Linked DNA regions of Mus musculus: region 2 is linked to region 1. Evidence: chromatin contacts called from public Hi-C data. All regions are on one chromosome and are shown on one strand. The core of a region is the stretch at or near the end of the contact, and the rest is flanking DNA. Distances in the headings are between cores, read along the strand shown. Region 1 holds the start of Klf5 (Kruppel-like factor 5). Region 2 has its middle 100 kb from the start of Klf5.

What was found. Hi-C and Micro-C count contacts between places; a contact is called where the count stands out from the background.
Region 2: a contact with region 1 is called in a Hi-C map of epidermal suprabasal cells, with 2.6 times the contacts expected there. The contact joins the enhancer-like site here to the promoter of Klf5 in region 1. A contact is called at or near these places in 1 of 39 promoter capture datasets (the 3T3-L1 cell line), 2 of 484 Hi-C or Micro-C datasets (cardiomyocytes and epidermal suprabasal cells), 4 of 115 datasets of contacts at active chromatin or transcription factors (embryonic stem cells and intestinal villus epithelium) and 2 of 9 other capture datasets (embryonic stem cells and liver).

Annotation. Positions count from the first base shown.
Region 1 is chr14:99,296,276-99,300,980 of GRCm38.p6, reverse strand. Klf5 (Kruppel-like factor 5) reads right to left here and starts at 2,290. Exons shown (of 4, transcript NM_009769.4): 1 at 1,759-2,290. The coding sequence starts at 1,986.
Region 2 is chr14:99,400,634-99,405,373 of GRCm38.p6, reverse strand. No RefSeq gene overlaps it. Among named protein-coding and RNA genes, the nearest start is that of Klf5, 100 kb to the right of the region's middle. Within about 2 kb of position 2,018, at least 9 of the 459 cell types and tissues checked have an H3K27ac peak or open chromatin away from gene starts, as enhancers often do. A contact at or near this core is called in epidermal suprabasal cells, where this site is marked.

The sequences.
Region 1 (4,705 bases), core at 1,041-3,540:
ACTAAAACCTGTGCAAATCTTAAAAATAATTATTCCAAAGGGCTTTTGTGTGTGGACTAGGTTATTTTATCAGGCCTAATATAAAATGTTCTCTGGCCATTTCAATACTTTTTGAATAGAAACTTGAACCTGTGGAGCAGAAGCCTGTATTGTATCCACTGATACAAAACAATTGCACCCTCAACGTTTGGTCCAAATGTTCACTTGAACCAGTAGATTCGGTAATGGGTCACTATCATAATGAAATGGACCTATTCATATCCCTATCTAAAACAGATCTTTAATTATCAAGGAGAAAAATCACTCCCTTGGTAGACGGGTGCTAAGACTCCCGTGGGTGGGGAGAGGCTGCTGCATCGCAGGCACAGTCATCAGCAAAACATTTATCATGTCCTCTCCGTGGGCCAATGCTACATTCCCCCTTCCTCTGTAAAAAGCGCAGTCATCTTGCTATCTCCTGAGCGAAAACTACCAGAATAAAATAACCAAATATCTTCCAGGCCCTGATTGTTTAAGAACATACATAATCAATCCAGCTACTGACCAGACGCCTATCTTTCCCCCAGCTCTCTTCTCTAATATAACGAACGCTTTCTCTTGATTTTTTTTTTGACATTGAAAAAAAAGGAAGTCAGAAAAAGATCAAGCCCCAGGTAAATGAAATGGTTCATAGAACCATTCACCTCAGTCAGTGAATAGGAGTCGTATATTTTGCTTTTAATTTTCCAAAGAAATGTCACCTCGGACCTCAGATCATCAAGATCTGGATGTGGACGAGGACGGACGGGATTTCCCGGATATGCAGGACTTAAAAATAAAGATTCATGCTGTAGCCATGTGAGTCACATCTGACAAAATGCCACTGTCTTCTCAAAGCACCACGACACTGGCAGACCCCAAGAAATAGGCGCTCAGTGCAAATACACAATACAGCAAGAGGCTATTAAACTAAGCGTCTTGAAATAAACCGATCTTAAACCCTTTCGTGCACTGCGCTCCCGTGGCGGTTAGTGGTTTCTGATTTTAGCTCTTCCAGCTGTTTGCATGTGGGTCTGTTTCCAATTTTTTTTTTCCTTGGGACTAGCTAAAAGTCCCGGGAAGTTTTTTCTAGGCTATATGACTCCCGTGCGTGGGCGAAAGAAACAGGCGCTTGCTCTAATTCGGCTGCTGGGCAAGTGTAAAAGCCAACTGCCAGCTTTCAACGCGACTCCGAGAGGAAATTTACGCGCACACTAAGAAAAACAACACCCCTGGCCTTTTTTGTCCGTGTTTCTTTTTAAGGGAAAAGCGGTGTTCCAATACAACCTTAAGATTCTAGTTTTCCAAACGGGGCCCTACAATACATTCTAGGGTGAGCCTCCACGGGGGTATATGAAACCCCAGTACTCCAATTTGCATTTCTATTTCACCCCAGAGGACGCAGGCAGGTGGACTTCCAAGGCCAGGGCCATCGGGAGAGAGCGGTCAAGAAGCATTTTAAGCCAAGTTGAGCGTGGGCACAAGCTTTCATCCCCACGCAAGCAAAGAGAAGGTGCACGCGAGCGCGCGGCTCTCTTTAGCTCCTCTGGACAGATCCGGGTGGGCCCCCGCCCTGCTCCCCCATCCACTCCCCGGCGCCCCGTCTGGGAGCGCAGGGCGGGGCTGTCCACCCGGGCACCCGTTCCCGCGCGTCCCAGTCTGGAGCGGCCCCTGTCGCCCGCGCCTCGTAGCGGCGGGACACGCCCGAGCCGGGGAAGGGAGGCCGGCCGCTCTGCTTACCTGGACCAGCTCCTCCGAGGGCAGTCGCGGGCCAGCGGCTGGCGGCGGCGCAGGCGGGTGGTGGTGCGCGTGTTTCAGATCGTCTCCGGAGAAGAGCGCCGCGTCGCGGGCCGGGTTCGCAGCGCCCAGCACCGGCTTGAGCTGCGCGAACACGGGCTCGTCCTGCGCGGCCGGCGGCTGGGGCAGTGGTCCCAGGCGGGCGCTCATGGTCAGCACCCGCGTGGGCATGGACGGTCTGGGGATTACGGGAGCGGGACACGGAGCGATCGCGATCCCACCTCGCTCGGGCTGGCACGGGACGGCGGACTCGGCGGGGGGCCGCGGCGGGGGACCCCTGGGCCGGCAGCCAGACGCTCACGAAGGCGGGCACGGAGATCGGGGCTCCTGGGCTCGGCCACGCGTCACCGCCGAGGTCCTCGGGCAGCCACTTTCTCCCGCCCCGCCCCAGCGCTCGCTCACCCTCTCGCCGGAACCCGCTCCCGCCACCCCCAAGCTCCACCAGCAACCTAAGAGAGCGCGTACCTGCCCCGCGACTACTGACACTTGACGCCCGCCTCTATTTCACCCAACTCCGGGGAGGCAGGGCCAGCTCACCGGACTGGCAGCGTTGTGGCCAATGGCAAGGCCCCAGGGCCAGAGGGTAGCCAGTAGGAAAGAAGGCCCACGAGGTCCCGCCTCCGACGGGCCGACCGCACCCCTCGCGGGCCAGGAGCTTCGCGCGCAGGGCTGCGGCGCAGTTTGTACACAACTTCTCTGACAGATTGGGCCGGCGGAGCACGGGGCGGGCGGAGGGAAGGAGAGGAGCGGGTGGAATCTAGGAAGAGGGGGAAATCAGGGTGGAGACGCGGAGGGAGATCTCTCCGAACTGTTCTCTGCCAGGATTAGGGCGAAAAAAAAGTATTGCACGTCTTAGGTGTTGTGCAAGGACCTGAAACTCGAAAACCGAAGACAGAAGGCAGCTAGGTGGGGGGAGCTGAGGTTTCCAGTCTTAACCAATGAGTGTATTTTTTTTTTTAAGTATACAAAATGTACTTTAGAGGAAAACAAGGGGCGGTGCGAAAACAAACGTAAAACAGCCCTCCTTTCTGTGTTTTCAGCCGTAGATCTATCTATCTTTTCGCAGATTCCTTGTGGCCTGAATAAAATCTGTAAATGTCAAGCATTTTTTTTCAAGTCCTTGCATACCAACCTGGGCACATTTTCCCCTACAGTATTTAAGGAGCTACAAGTTTTCACAGACATGTCTACTCTCCTTCGCCGAATGTGGGGAAAAGGTGGGGTGGGCCATATGAATTATGAAGTTTTTAATATTTAAACCATGTTGATTCTAGCCCGAGCATGGAATCTAATTTGAGAACTAACAGCCAGCTCAACCGGGTATTTAAATAGACATTACATCTTTGGCTTATTTTTGCTAGCACTGTAGTGTTCGGAGGGGCGGGGAATGGAGTTTTAATATATTCAGAAGTATGGGTCCCATCTACCTAATACAGTGTCACCTTTTCCTACGAAACGGGAACCAAAGAAGGCACAAACATTCACAGACATTCAACAGCCCTGAAAACTGGGTATCCAAACTGGTAGGAAAGCAACAGTCAACTATATTACTACCTTTTTACTGCGTTGTTTTAATGGAAGGTGAGTGGTTTGGTTTGGTTTTGTTCTTAATTTTTGCCAGTAATCACACCAAAGGAAACGCCTTTCCTTAATCCTCAATGTTCTTGTCTATGATTTTATCTGGCTTATTGAGAAGCTGAAACAATAAACTGCGACTTAAAAAGACGCCTGTAATATTGCTATCTATTTACGTCTGTTGGCAGCACACTATACTATAATACCTACCTAGAGCACACTCGCTCCTTTACAGTGAAGCATCTTTTTAAAAAGTTCTTAGGAAAAAAAAAAAGTGCACCTGAAAGAGTGTATCACAGGTATAAGTCTCATTTCCAATGAAATTTCCAAAGTCTCACGTGTCGTTTATTTATTTATTTATTTATTTATTTATTTATTTATTTATTTATTTATTGTAGCAAAGATAAAATCATATTGTGAACTCAGTTTCTTTTCTCCCTTTTCCTTCCTGTCAGCAATGATCCATCTTTACAGTTGTGGTTGCCACTTTCAGAGGATGGGTGATGACAACTTTCATGATACCAGGGTGTTATTTAATAAGTGTGTGTGTACTGACGTTTTACGTCGACAACCCCATGTTGCCAACCTTCATCTTTAAAAACTTGGCCTCATTTTTCTCTGTTATTAAAGCCAATCACGTGCTCAAATAACTCTGAGACGGGTCATAGAATTGTTGTCAGATTTTAACTTTTTAAAAAGGGGTCATTTTTTTAGAAGACCTCTGGGTACTTAATGCTGATAGTATAACCAAACCAAGTGTGGAGTGTTGATAGCTCTTAACAGGATGGTTCCTTCCTTTAACTCTTTGAATTTCTCTTTATTCTGATTGGCTTTTAAGCCTCTCTAAACCAGAGCGTCAGTGGGGCATGCCATTTTACTGCAATAAGACCCGTTTATTTTAATGGAAATCTTTCTAACTTACACAATAGCTTTTCAATATGCTTCTCTTACAAACATTTCACTGCAGCCAATTGAGACCCCACCAAGCTGCGTGACAAACACTGAAGAACGTATTTTTATTACCTTGTCACTCTTTTATTATTTTCCTATCTTTTAAAGAATGTGTATGTGAACCTGCCTGGGCCTGGTTCACATAGCTGATCCATTTCCAGTTTTAAAAATACTTGAATATCTACTTTTTGCTGGGGGTGGCGGCATTTATTTACATGTAATTTCTGGCATAGAGATGGGGCAATGGGGCCACTGCTTTTAAGTAAGTAATAGTTTCTCTGAAGCTCCTCAGACTGACAGAAAACAACCAGCTGAGCTGTGTGTGATCGTAGGGAAGCTGGGCTGCAATCCTCTTTCTGAGGTG
Region 2 (4,740 bases), core at 769-3,268, 100 kb before region 1:
TAGGTTTGAGTTGTTTTATCTCCCTGTGCCTATCTCTGTCTCCTTGTTTTACCTGAGATCTTCTATCTTTTCAAATCCATTCACCTGATCGCTAATCTGATATCCCAGTTTATACCTAACTTTGAATTGTTCAATGCTTTCTTTGTTTGTCCACATCCATACACTAAGGAAACCAGATGGTACACTTCAGAGAAAAAGTTCTAGGGGAAGACTATATTTTTGTCTCCTGGGTACAACATGACCATCCATCTACCAACTGACCGTATTTTTCATCTAGAGTATTCCTCCGTGAGTTACCTACTATTTCTAATACCAAGATTGCATCAATATCCTTCCAAATGCTTCTGGGCCCTGAAGCCATACCACCTGTAGCAAAGACTCTACCTCTACCTCTCTTCAAAGAAGGTCTGATACCCAGGTACAGGGCTATGATCAGCCAATAGATTACAGTTGTCAACCCCACTTTCAGGGACCCTCTTTGACCAGCTAGGGTCAAGCCCTTATCTATGAAAGCTCACGGAGAAAGGGACAGCTGTAAAGACTCTTTTGTTCATCCTGGAATAAATAATGGGTACTGCTCCCTACAGAGAGCATCAGTGGCTTGGCCTCTCTCCAATGTAATAACAGCATTTACAGATGTGGTCCACAAGGGAAGTGATAGGTCAAAACAGCCCCTAAAATAGTCTACCTCTCTTTCATAAGGTTCATCAGAACATATCAGGCAGATTCCTCATCCAAACTCAGGGAGAATCCAAACTGGCTCCATTATATGGATAGTAAAGGCCAGACTTGGAATAGCCGTCCACAGTTCCAGAAGACTGAAAGTGCTGGAATATTCTGAGCAGCTGACATTTCAGGCTTCATCCTGACATCTTCCCATTGTCCTGTTTTCATCCACATGTCACTGAAACAGAGTTGTAGTTGCTTCCCAGAGCAGCCATAACAAAGTCAGCAACAGAAATGCATTCACTACAGTTCTGAAGGCTAGGAATCTCAAATCACCTCCTCTCTGAAGGCTCCTGGTAAGAATGCTTTCTTGCCTCGTCCTTAATTCCAGGGGTTGCCAGAAATCTGTGGTTCTTTGGCTTATACATAGTTGGACAATCATGTTGCAATAGGGCTGCCTACCATGTCTTTCTCATGGTTTTCTTCTATCTCTGTGTATGTGTATCTGTCTGTCTGTCTATATTTTCTATGTGTATGTATGGGGGGGGTGCTTGCTCCTCTATGTGTGTTATCTCTTCTTTGTGTATTCTCCACATGAGAGCAACCAAGCATATTGCATTTAAGACTCACATTATTCCAGTGTGACCTCATCATCTTTAACTATTCCTCCAACGTCCTATTTCCACACCAGGTCACATCCATGGGTATCAGAAGTTAGAAAATTAACCACATCTTTTTGAAGCACCTAATTTAACCCCCATCAATAGTCCATTAGCCCAACCTGCAAGTCTTTATTGAATACAATTCTTATTTTCTCTGTTTACTAACAGTATTGATAAAAGACTCTGAAACTACACGTGTGTACACAGACAGACACACAAGATTGCACGTTTGGCCTCTCTATATAAGACTAACCAGTTTTGTCTAAAATGAAGGAGGGGCTGATTTTAGAATAATTCTCAACTGTGTTTGTCAATAGTCATAGTGCCATATCTTGAAATGGTATAGGCTGAACTTAGAACAATGCCCGTGAGGCTCTGTGTGTAGCCGAGTGTTAAAATGCATCATTATAGTGGTGTGTGGATTTTCCAATAGCACCATCTATGCTCACCTTTCTGGCTAGTCTGGTCAGGGGTGTGGTGTCCAGTTATAGAGTAAAGTTGACTGGCCTGTATGTGACCTCACCTTCTCTGTCATCTCAATGACTGAGTTATTTATTCATGGATTAAGTCCATCTTTCTTAAGGATGCATGCAAGCGTGAGTCTCAGCTAAGAGGACTGTTGCTGTGAAACTTGTGACATTTCCTCCCAAGGCTATTAATATTCATTACTATCAAGAGTTGTGCTCTGAAGCATTCCCCAGTGGTGAGTCAGATCTCGGGGCCTCTGCCTGTTGGTTGACAGTGCAATCCAGCCATCACCTTGTACTTTGATAGAAGAATCTATTTGGGTAGGACATTCTATATGGTGTAATGACAGAATCAGTGCATTTGTCATCTTCTAATGCAATCGTCATTACTTCTCTTAAACGCAAATATTTTTCAGGGCTTTATTATATCTTTGGGAAACTAAAGAAGCTAAGTCTCATGTAGCCTAGTCTGATCTTAAACTTATATGTAGATGAGAATGCCTGAATTTCTGATCCTTCTGCCTCCACCTCCCACATGTTACCATTCCTAGTTCATGCAGTTCTGGGGACCAGATCAATGGCTGTGTGCAGTTCTAGGATAGGAAAGCACTCTACCAACTGAACTAATGCTCAGACATACTATATCTTTTTATTCAAAAAAGAAAAGAGGATATATAAGATCACAAATATCAAAGAGAAGTTCTGAGCAAGATGAGCACACATGTAATCTTGACACTTGGGAAGCTGAGGCAGGAGGTTTACTATTTAGAAGCAACCTGAACTACAGGCTGACTTGCATACAAGCCTGGGCTGGTATATGGTGCTATCTCAAAGAGCCAAAACAATGGAAAGAAAGTGGAAAGTCTATTATTTTGACATCTATAGTGGAACTTATAACAAGTTCTATAAAACGACAAGTGGAACTTGCTTCCATCCTTATGGTAACCATGGATATTGTTAATTGGCAACTTCAGATAGAACCCACAACTAGAAACCACTTGTGAGCTAATACTCCTGGAGGAAATACTCAACCCTGTCATTAATGATCCTTCCATCTCCTAGGGGTTTATTTTGGTTTGTTTTCTTTGTTTTGTTTTTTGCTTTTCAAGACAAGGTTTCTCTGTGTAGCCCTGGCTGCCCTGAAACCCACTCTGTAGACCAGGCTGGCCTTGAATTCCCAGAGATCTGCTTGCCTCTGCCTCAAGGAGTAAGCCATGGCTGCCCAGCTTCTCTCCAAGGTTTTTATCCCATTGATTTATCTCTGAAACAGACTGCTTATAAGTACAATAGTGAGACAGACATGATGATCTTTATCGTGAGCACACTAAATGAAGTAGCGCTGTTTGTTTGCTTGCTTGTTTTGATTTACATTCAGATACAAAGAAACAAAATCAGCACCTGGCAGGTAGGAAACCCTCCAGATTAGGCCTCAGAATGAAAATGTGTTTCATGCTGTCTCTATGTGTATAGGCTGCACTAAGACCATTGTATAGTATGCAAAAGTCTCTCAATTCTACCTTGAAGTATAATGCATATCTGGACATTATTAAATGTATTCATACTTAACATTGGATAATAATGTCCTTCAAGAACATTCATTCATATACATTTGCCTAAGTAAAGAAAATATAGGACCTTCCTATTATTGGAGGGATCTAGTTTTTACTATTAGAACAAAATGTATTCAACTAACTATTGACCACAAGGTCATAAACTAACCCATAGTTTAGCATCATGGTAGATGCATGGTTTAAACTTTAAGTAAAGTTTTCACAATTTCCTCTCTTTGGCTAATTTATGCCTACTTACCTTACTCCAGAAGGATTTAAGACATCTTCATACACACATACCCTCCACCCTGTATGTTACCTTGAGTTGGATTATCCATGCTTTAAATGCTGTGAAGACATTTTCCAACTTCATGAGGAGATTTCAGACATGTGTGCTTTTGGTTTGGGCTTTGTAGAGGGGTAAGATCTGTGGAGACTGGGGTGTGTGATACTTAAGAACAAAATAAGCGAACCTCCCAGTATTTCAGGATCTGCTTTAGCTCACGTGGCTACCTCCTCGTGCCAGGCATGCATCTACCTACTGCTATTGGGTAACAAAGCACCAAGCAGCCAGCCTGAGGTTATTCAGTACAACACCACCTTCACACAAAATGAAGATATAAAAGCTAACGCCATCCATGGAGTTCTCTCTCTCTCTCTCTCTCTCTCTCTCTCTCTCTCTCTCTCTCGCACAGTGAATAACATATTTTCTATGTAGAGGAGTCTTTCTTCACTGGTGCATGAACTTGGGGAGAGATTGGATTCTCCCTATATTAAATCACCCAAAATTAAGTGACCCAAAACAGTACCATGAGAACTGCAGGCACTTCTACAAAATGTGTAACATAGGAGAATTCTGGGCTGGACTAGGTTTTTAGACAATATCAGAAGTTACCAGATGGTGCCTGGGATACAGTACGGTGATCAAGAGCTTGCCCAGCATCCACAAGGTTCACCCCTCAGCACAGAAAATGATAATGAGGGAAAGGAGAGAGAAGAGGAGGAAGAGAAAGAAAGCAACCTTATCACACCCAATGAAATCTGGCTCGTTTATCAAATTATCAAGCAGAAATTTAACAGCCCTTTGGCATTAGACTGAGTCTCTTACATTTACCTTGTAGTAGCACAAAGCATAACCAGGCAAAGCTACACTGTACCACCTGACTCCTTCCTCATTAGAATGACTCTTGTCTAGCTGTTCTCTTCCTGATCCATCTCTTCCTCCTGACTGAGCTCTGAGGTGGGGAGAGTTATGTCCCAAAGTTCAGAAAAGGTTCACACAAAGATACTTAAAAAAAAAAAAGGAAGACCAACATGTGTCCACATCTTGGGGTACAATTATAATAAAAAATTTTTTTTGCTAAATGTTCATTGGGCAATCATAATAATGGACAT